Regions from separate parts of the Mus musculus genome. Here regions 1 and 2 are each linked to region 3. A link is a contact called in public Hi-C and promoter capture Hi-C data. All regions are on one chromosome and are shown on one strand. Each heading gives the region's core, a stretch centred on a gene start, on an enhancer-like site or on the middle of the called end of the contact. The rest is flanking DNA. Distances are from core to core; before and after follow the strand shown. Region 1 holds the start of Cldn14 (claudin 14). Region 2 overlaps Dop1b (DOP1 leucine zipper like protein B). Region 3 overlaps Morc3 (microrchidia 3).

Region 1 (2,700 bases), core at 186-2,685, 69 kb before region 3:
ATCACTGGGCTGGTAGTCCATAAGAAAGCAAACTGAGCAAGCCAGGGGAAGCAAGCCAGTAAGAAACATCCCTCCATGGCCTCTGCATCAGCTCCTACTGCCTAACCTGCTTGAGTTCCAGTCCTGACTTCCTTGGTGATGAACAGCAACATGGAAGTGTAAGCCGAATAAACCCTTTCCTCCCCAACTTGCTTCTTGGTCATGATGTTTGTGCAGGAATAGAAACCCTTACTAAGACAAGGTCACTGCCAGAAGTTCACAGTCACGACCTTAAGCCCTAACGTGGCCCATTCTCCCAGGTTCTCCATTTGGCTCTTGGCCACAGGAAGAGCAGATGGGAGGAGGGTGTTTCCATTCATAACAGAGGGCACAGTATGCCTAGAACACCTTCCTCATGAGCATGGGTACGGACACCTAGCTACTGTCAACTCAATGCTTTTGGATCTCTTCTTTCATATTTATATATAAAATATGTGGCAAAACCTTGCCACACCGAGGACCAGCCGTCTCCACACGCCAAGCCTTGGTTCTCAGGGTGGCACCACCAGGAGCTGATAGGCAGGGCTTGATGAGAGGGGTTTTGTTGAGAGACATTCTCATGAAGAAGATTGTGAGACCCCTTTCCTTTCTGCACAACCATGCCCAGGGCCACCTGCCAACATAGTTTTCTACAGCGTCCCCTCTGAAGTTCCCGTGACTGCAGAGTGCCATGGGACACCTTGGTTCAGTGGCATAGAGGGCAAATGAAATCAACAGAAAGACAACTCAGTGGTTCTCAGCACACCCTGGCATCCCAAAAATCACACTCCAGACACCTGACGGACCTGCAGGCATTCCCGGCCAGGACAGGTCCCTGTGCCACTTTGAGGTCTCCAGGCCGCCATCTCCTACCTACTGAGAAGACTGTCTTCTCCTTTTGACTCTTATCTTCGACTCCTGTTACACCATCCCTCATTCAGTGCTACGACCCTTGACCTACTCAGCGTCATTTCCTACCTACAGACTGCAACAGAGTCATCCCTCAGCCATTATAGCAAAAATGGCCTGAAAGAGAAGTCGCTCCTTTCCCAGAATTCCCTCACAGCCCTCATCAGGATTGGGAAAGCAAATTGCTCAACAAGGAAAAAGTCCACAGCCACATGGGGCCAACCATCAGGTGGACGGCTCGGGGGATGCGTCCCTGTGGCCAGCAGCTGCGGCAAAGGAGTCTGGTGACCAATAGTCAACAGAGCCAGAGCAGGGAGGTCAGAAAAGGCTGACACAGAGCAGTGGGTAGGAGAGATGAGGTTTCACCTACCAGCCACAGGGACCCATTAGACGGCCGTGTGTAGATATCTCTGGCATTCTTGTTCCAAACGCAGATAGGACATTTCCGGTTGGTCTTGAAAGTTTGCCTCAGCAGGGCCACCTTGTAGGGCGCACTGGCTGGTTAATCTTCTAACCAGAGGGCATGTGTGCCCACGCAGGCCCGACTCAGAGACCGTAATTGACCAGACAACTCTCTCTCAAACACACTGGCCTTAGAGCTTCCATTCGGCGAATGAGGCAAAGCCAGAAGACTGTGGTGTCCTTGCTGTGTCTCCGTGGTCTACCTGAGAGCATCAAGGTGGATGGGACTGGAGCTGTTCTGTATGTGAGTGGAGTGGCTGCAGCCGGCAGGCATTTATCTCCAAAGCTGGGCCCTGCCTGTCAGGTGTGTGGGTGGTTGAGTTGAAAGGCAGGTCGGTGGCCTGGCGAAAGTGAACGTTCTCCAAGGGTCCTCGGTCCTGGGTGTGGAGGGGACCCTAAGACGTTGGGGGTAAAGGGCACCCAAGCTGCTGAGGACCTAGGGAGGGCAGGGATGTGGTCCTACAGTATCCGGGCAAAGCTCCCTCTTCGCTTTCTGGGTCTCAATTGAGAGCAAACATGAATGGAGATGCTTGGAGACTGTTTGTCACCTGGGGAGGTGCCATCATTGTCTCTGGCCGCTCTGACTCCTTGTGGGGAACCAGCGTGGTTCAGCACTGTTCATAACTTCTGCCTTGAGAGCATCCTCTTCCTCATGAGAACCTCAACCTAAGCCCCTGAGCCCCAAGCTCAACACAGCCACTTGGGAGGAGGGAATAAGAAGGAGATACGAGAGCTTGATTCCTCTATCTATCTATCCATCCACCCATCATCTCTCTCTCTCTCTCTCTCTGTGTGTGTGTGTGTGTGTGTGTGTGTGTGTGTGTATGATCATGTGTTTGAGTATTTCCCACCTTACTGTTTGAGACAGGCTCTCTCCTTAGCCTAGAGATCACCGGTTAGTGAGCTAGCTGACTAGAGAGTCCAGGGACCCAGCACCTCTCCAGTGCTGGGATTTTAAGCTCTGGCCACCATGCCTGCCTTTTGATGTGAGTTCTGGGCATCAAACTTGGGGCCCTTGAGTTTACACAGCAAACACTTTACTAACTGGGCCATCTCTCCAGTCTTTTGGCTGTCTTTTTTTTTTTTAAGATTTATTTTATGTATATGACTACACTGTCGCTGTACAGATGGTTGTGAGCCATCATGTGATTGCTGGGACCTCTGCTTGCTCCAGCCCCACTCGCTTTGGCCCAAAGATTTAGTTATTGTTATATGTAAATACACTGTAGCTGTCTTCAGACACACCAGAAGAGGGCGTCAGATCTCATTACGGATGGTTGTGAGCCACCATGTGGTTGATGGGATTTGAAC
Region 2 (2,720 bases), core at 66-2,565, 130 kb after region 3:
CTACCATTAGGATATAATTGCAATATTCTTGACCTCATTACACCCATAGGCACAGCAGGTTGACCTTAAAACAAAATAACAGGAGCAGGAGGTATAATGTCTTATCCCTAAGTAGTATACTATCTGCTTCGCATGCAGAAAGCCTGGGGTGGATTCCCAGTCCCCAGTATAGATAAATAATAAAACAAAAATAAAATGTATGTTTAAAGAAGGGGGTGGGGATTGAATTACAGCCTAGGTTTCTGACTAGAAGCAGAGAAAGAGCTCACTGTGTCCACCCCAGGGCGTCTCTGCACTCAGTTCCTCCCAGTGCAGCACAGTCTGACTGCAGGATCTTCTCCAGACTCAGCTGTGTCTGAAAGCTTGGACAGTGAGCTCAGAAGGTTCCCTCAGTGTTGTTCAGGTGGGAGGAGCTGAGAGCAGATCGTAAGCCTCTACACATAATGCTGGATGTGGCCACATGCACACCAGCCCAGCCATGGGTGGAGCAGTAGGTGGGGGACAGAGACATGAGGATCACGTGGGCTTACTGGCCATCAGCTTAGCTCTCTAGATTCAGTGTGAGACCCTGATTCAACATCTCCTCTGATCTCAGTGTAGATGTACTTCTATGTGTGTGTACATGCTACGAACACTTCATATACCACACACACACACACGTGCATGCACACACGCAGACATGCAGGCATGCACACATACTTGTAGACACATGCATACACACACACACACACACACACACACACACACACACTCACTCACACAAGTTCCCAGAAGGCACAGGCCAGAGTGTCCCTGCAGAAGCCTATGCTTACTGCAGAGGGCCACATGCTGTCTGTACAAAATGTAAACAAGCCAACTTAACACAGGTCTCTCATAGAACCAAAGGCACAGTAACCACTGCAGTAAACACTACGAGCTTCCTCTGGACGCCTGCCATCTTTACAGGGACGCCCGCTTTACCACGCAACAATGCAGTGAGTCAGGCTGGCCAGGTTACCAAGCCTCGCCATGGGACACCAACAGTGCCCTTTAGACCAGACAGGTGGAGAACAGATGTGACTTCCACTTAAGGCAAGTCAGGGACTGCCAGCACCAAGTGCTGTGACAGATGGCAGTGACATGAGAGGGTGGCTGCATGAGATGAACTGGAGAAGGGTACCCTGGCCTCGCTGGGTCACTGCAGGGCGCTGAGACCCACAGTAAGCAGTGAGACCTCGGAATTTCAGTGGAGAGTGACACGGTTTCAACCTCTGTGTAAACAAGAAGCCTCCTTCTCCAAAGGTCACAGGATCAACAGCACCACGCTGCACTCCCTCAGTGAACTCTAACCCAGTGATGCCAGCATGAGTCAGTTCATAATGAGGCTCTCGACACCCACGGCCGCCACCCTCGCCTGGTAAAGCTTCCGGAGAGGACCTGTACAGGTCAGGTCAGCCAGTCATCTCCAGTAGCGACATACATTAGAAGACTAGGATTTTCTTTTTTAAAGTTTTTAAGCCAGGTATGGTGGCACACGCCCTTAGTCCCAGCACTTGGGAGGCAGAGACAGGCAGATCCTTGAACTGGAAGCCAGCCTGGTCTACAGAGTGAGTTTCAGTACAGCCAAGGCTACACAGAGAAACCCTGTCTCAAAAAACAAAAACAAAAACAAAACAAAACAACCAAAAACCTAACTAACTAACTAACTAACTAAAATACTTGGGAATGCAGAGGCAGGCAGGTCTCTGTGAGTTTGAAGTTAGTCTGGTGAGTTCCAGGACAGCTGGGCTGTTACATAGAGAAACCCTGTCTTGAGAAGACAAAAACCAAAACCAATAAATAAATGAGCGAGTGAGTGAGTGAGCGAGTGAATATTTTTCTTAAGTCAGCTGTGGTGACTCAGGCCTATAATCTTAGCACTTTCAAGGCAGAGGCAGGAGGACTGCCATGAGTTCAAGGCCAGAAGGATTCGTTCTAGCTATCAGCTAGGGCTTTCTGAGCTGCTGCTGGGTGGTGGGTATCTGCAGAGGAAGGATTTGAACTAGCACAGTCACAAAAGTAGAGACAGAGAAATGAAGGGAACTGGCTGGTGCAGGCCAGGCCCAGGAGCCAAGCACAGCTGTAAGCTGGGCACAGAGGCAGCAGCTTTAATTAACCCAGAGTGGGCTCTGTCAGGAAAACTATGCTCCCATAAAGAGTTCAGGAAGCCACAGTAAGGCCAGGGGTCTGCACTACGGACTGGGTCTGAGTCGGGCTCCTCCTCTCAATGGCGGCCAGTCTGTCGCAGGCTACCTGGGTGTCCAAGGCTTCACAGTACCTTAATACATAGAGTGCAGGCACACATACACACACAGACATACAGCCTACACACACATATATATACCTCTGCTCGTGTACATACACACACAGGTTACCCTCTACATATGCACACACTCTATACAGGATCACCAGCGTTCAATACACAGTGACATCTTACATGTACAAAGACACACCCCTGCCCATGAACACACTGGTACATCCCTTCACATGTATCTCTCCCAATTAAAATACCCCCCTTGCACACACACACACACACACACACACATATGCACACACACATGTATCACGAGTAACAAGATCTTAAACTACATAGGGCGCCTCAATCTCTTGGTTATAATGACACAGGAATCAATGTGCCAGGACAGAAGACTTTTATAATTTCTGAGACAAGACCTCACTGCGATCCTCCTGCCTCAGTCTTC
Region 3 (2,700 bases), core at 168-2,667:
TGGATGGCCTGGAATTTGCTATGGGGACCAGGCTGGCCTCCAAATTATAGATCCACCTACCTCAGACTCCTGAATACTGGAATCAAAGGTATATGGTTGACAAAGTAATTCTTTGTCTTCGTATGTTTGCATGCATGTATACTTGTGCTTATGAAGGCCAGAGGTTAGCCTCCAGAGTCTTTCTTTAACAACACTATACACTATGTTTCTTGAGGCAGGTTCTCTCACTGGCCTAGAAGTCACCACACAGGCAAGGCTGACTGAGCAGCCAGCCCAAGCAGGGATTACAAGTGCATGACCCCATGCCCAGCATCTCACCTGGATTCTAGAGTCCTCACACTTGCTAGAGAGCACCTTTTGGCTGAGCTATGTCTCTCTTCCCTCCTGAGTAATGTTCTCAGTGCAGTTTTAGAACAGTTATGGGCAAGGCACTCGGGAGGCAAAGGCAGGAGTTCAAGCTCAGACCCAGAGAAAACTTACTGAGACTTTCCTGCAAACCACACAAAACAAGAGCTGGACTACACCTCAGAGGCTTGCTTAACAGTGGACCCAGGGTAAAACTTAAGAGGTGCTCTGTATAAACAAGGCCTTATTAACACAAAACCTCTAATGAACTCAAAGTTTACAATGCAAGAAGTAAAGCTAACAACCCTGGTTTCCTGAGATCTCTGAATTAACTTTTGCTGGCAGTTTTTCATGTTTATAAAGGCACAGGGCCAGCACCTTGGTTACTGCTGCCTCTTCAATAGTGCAAGGACACCCAATGCCCTTGTCTAGTTTCTGCAAGCAACAGGCACACAGGTAGTGCAGAGTGGCAAACACCCATACACATTAAATAAAAAACAAAACAAGATGAAATAAATGATATTAACAAACATCAACTCACTAATTTGGAGTGTGTGGATTCACTTTTTAGCATGACATTGAGCTTGTGGAAGGCCACAGCAGCACCATCATCTCTAACGGTATGTCAAAATTCAGTGCTCAGTACTTACTGTATGTCTTCGACTGGCAAGTTTACAGGATATTCTGCATTTTTTTTCACTTTCATTTCATTCCAATAATCATTCAGCTTTTCTCCTAGTGCTAGTATCGTAAGCCTTTAAAAAAAAATTATAACATTAATTCAAGAAAAAAGAAAATATCAATTCAAGGTCAATTTTTAAAAGGTAAAGATAAAACAACGAACTCTAGTAATGATTAAAAGAATATGAGAATGGAAAAATCTCCATTCAAGCATGCTACTTTTCTTATACTAATCTTCTTTTCTATAAAGGCCACTGTAAGCTCCTAGACTTATCTAGAAGGTAAGGAGTGAGCAGAAACAAAAGAAAAGGGACGGAGTGGCCTAGAGGTAAGGTCAGCTACACTGCACTTGTCTAATATGTATGATGCAACCAGAAGGGCAGGACACCAGGTCCTCTGCTGGCTATCAACTTCTGAGAGGCCAGAGGCTCCTTGCTAATCACTCACAGATTCGTGGCTGCTGCTGCCATGTAAAGTGCTTTTGAGACAGGTCTTTCTACATAGTCCTAGTTACTCAAGAAGTACTATGTAGAACGATTAGCCTCAAACTCACAGAGATCTGCCCACCTCAGCCTCCCGAGTGCTGGGATTAAGGGCATGTGCCAGCATGCCCTGCCAACATCAGATTTTAAAGTCAATGTGACACTCAGAATTTAAAATAAAGCTTTTTTTTAAAAAGGGATCTTCTGTTGTGCAATGGTGGGGCCTGCCTTTAATCCTAGCACGTGGGAGGCAGAGGCAGATTTCCATGTTTTCCAAGGCCAGTGTGGTCTACAGAGCAAGTTCCAGAGCAGCAGGGGCTACATAGAGAAAGGAAAAAAAAAAAAAAAAAGAAAAAGAAAAAGAAAGGAGGAGGGAGGAAGAGAAAGAAGAAAGAAGGAAGAAGAGGAAAATAAGAAGAAAGAGGAGGAGGAAGAGGAGAAGGAAGGCCAAAAATTCCCAAACTGGATTTTCATATTTAAGTCTGGCAGGTGAGTATTACAGACAGCAATCGCAATGCGACTCACTCCCACTCAATTCCTGGAGTTTTACTTTGACCCCCTCCAGGACATCCTTTTATAAAACTACACGCTGATGCCCAGACGACAACTCATCTTCCTTCCCAGTGCAACATTTTTTGACTCTTCCTAATCTTTTTATCATCACACCTTAGGCTGGAACCCCTGCCCATCCCTTGCACAAGCTGGGAAACCCCGTGTGCCCTCATTCCCAGTCCTGTACTCACAGACACACGACCACACACAGCACACATACACATACGTGTACACACATTGTCTGCTTGGAGAAAACTCTAGTTCATGTCATCAGTTCCCAGCAACCCACCCGAGAGTTCCCGCCCAGGGGTTCAGTTTTTGACCATGTACGGACACAACCCCAGCTCCTTGCTGGCATGTCATCATCGTGCCTTGCCTAGGTGCTATAAATCCCCTTTGCTTTATCCTGAATGTGTGACCTCCACCTGTAAGATCAGTGAACCCACCTGAGAGCTGCCTCCTAATAAACCTGCCTTTATCTACTTTTAATCTGGTCTAATCTGGCCTACATCTGTGTCAGTGAGAGAGAGAAATGACTATCAATATGCAGACCTCAAGCTATGCAACTACCTTAATTTCTCCTGAGAATACACCCAGAGTGGGAACAGGGTCAGAGGATGTACATTAATATACAGCTTTA

What was found. Hi-C and Micro-C count contacts between places; a contact is called where the count stands out from the background. Capture Hi-C pulls out chosen DNA fragments and counts their contacts.
Region 1: a contact with region 3 is called in a Hi-C map of liver, with 1.9 times the contacts expected there. The contact joins the promoter of Cldn14 here to the enhancer-like site in region 3. A contact is called at or near these places in 1 of 484 Hi-C or Micro-C datasets (liver), 1 of 115 datasets of contacts at active chromatin or transcription factors (embryonic stem cells) and 2 of 9 other capture datasets (adipose tissue and pancreatic islet).
Region 2: a contact with region 3 is called in a promoter capture Hi-C map of liver. The contact joins two enhancer-like sites. A contact is called at or near these places in 1 of 15 datasets of contacts at CTCF or cohesin (large pre-B cells), 4 of 484 Hi-C or Micro-C datasets (bone marrow-derived macrophages, epidermal suprabasal cells and liver), 2 of 115 datasets of contacts at active chromatin or transcription factors (embryonic stem cells and hepatocytes) and 4 of 9 other capture datasets (adipose tissue, embryonic stem cells, liver and 1 more).

What each region holds. Positions count from the first base shown.
Region 1 is chr16:93,928,302-93,931,001 of GRCm38.p6, reverse strand. Cldn14 (claudin 14) reads left to right here and starts at 1,435. Exons shown (of 2, transcript NM_001165925.1): 1 at 1,435-1,693. It overlaps Gm31012 (a long non-coding RNA gene), which reads right to left and starts at 1,660. Exons shown (of 2, transcript XR_385072.3): 1 at 1,298-1,660.
Region 2 is chr16:93,731,681-93,734,400 of GRCm38.p6, reverse strand. All of the region lies in intron 2 of Dop1b (DOP1 leucine zipper like protein B), which reads right to left. Among named protein-coding and RNA genes, the nearest start is that of Dop1b, 21 kb to the right of the region's middle. Within about 2 kb of position 1,315, at least 63 of the 459 cell types and tissues checked have an H3K27ac peak or open chromatin away from gene starts, as enhancers often do. A contact at or near this core is called in hepatocytes and liver, where this site is marked.
Region 3 is chr16:93,858,893-93,861,592 of GRCm38.p6, reverse strand. It overlaps Morc3 (microrchidia 3), which reads right to left. Exons shown (of 17, transcript NM_001045529.3): 10 at 996-1,100. Among named protein-coding and RNA genes, the nearest start is that of Chaf1b, 24 kb to the left of the region's middle. Within about 2 kb of position 1,417, at least 11 of the 459 cell types and tissues checked have an H3K27ac peak or open chromatin away from gene starts, as enhancers often do. A contact at or near this core is called in hepatocytes and liver, where this site is marked.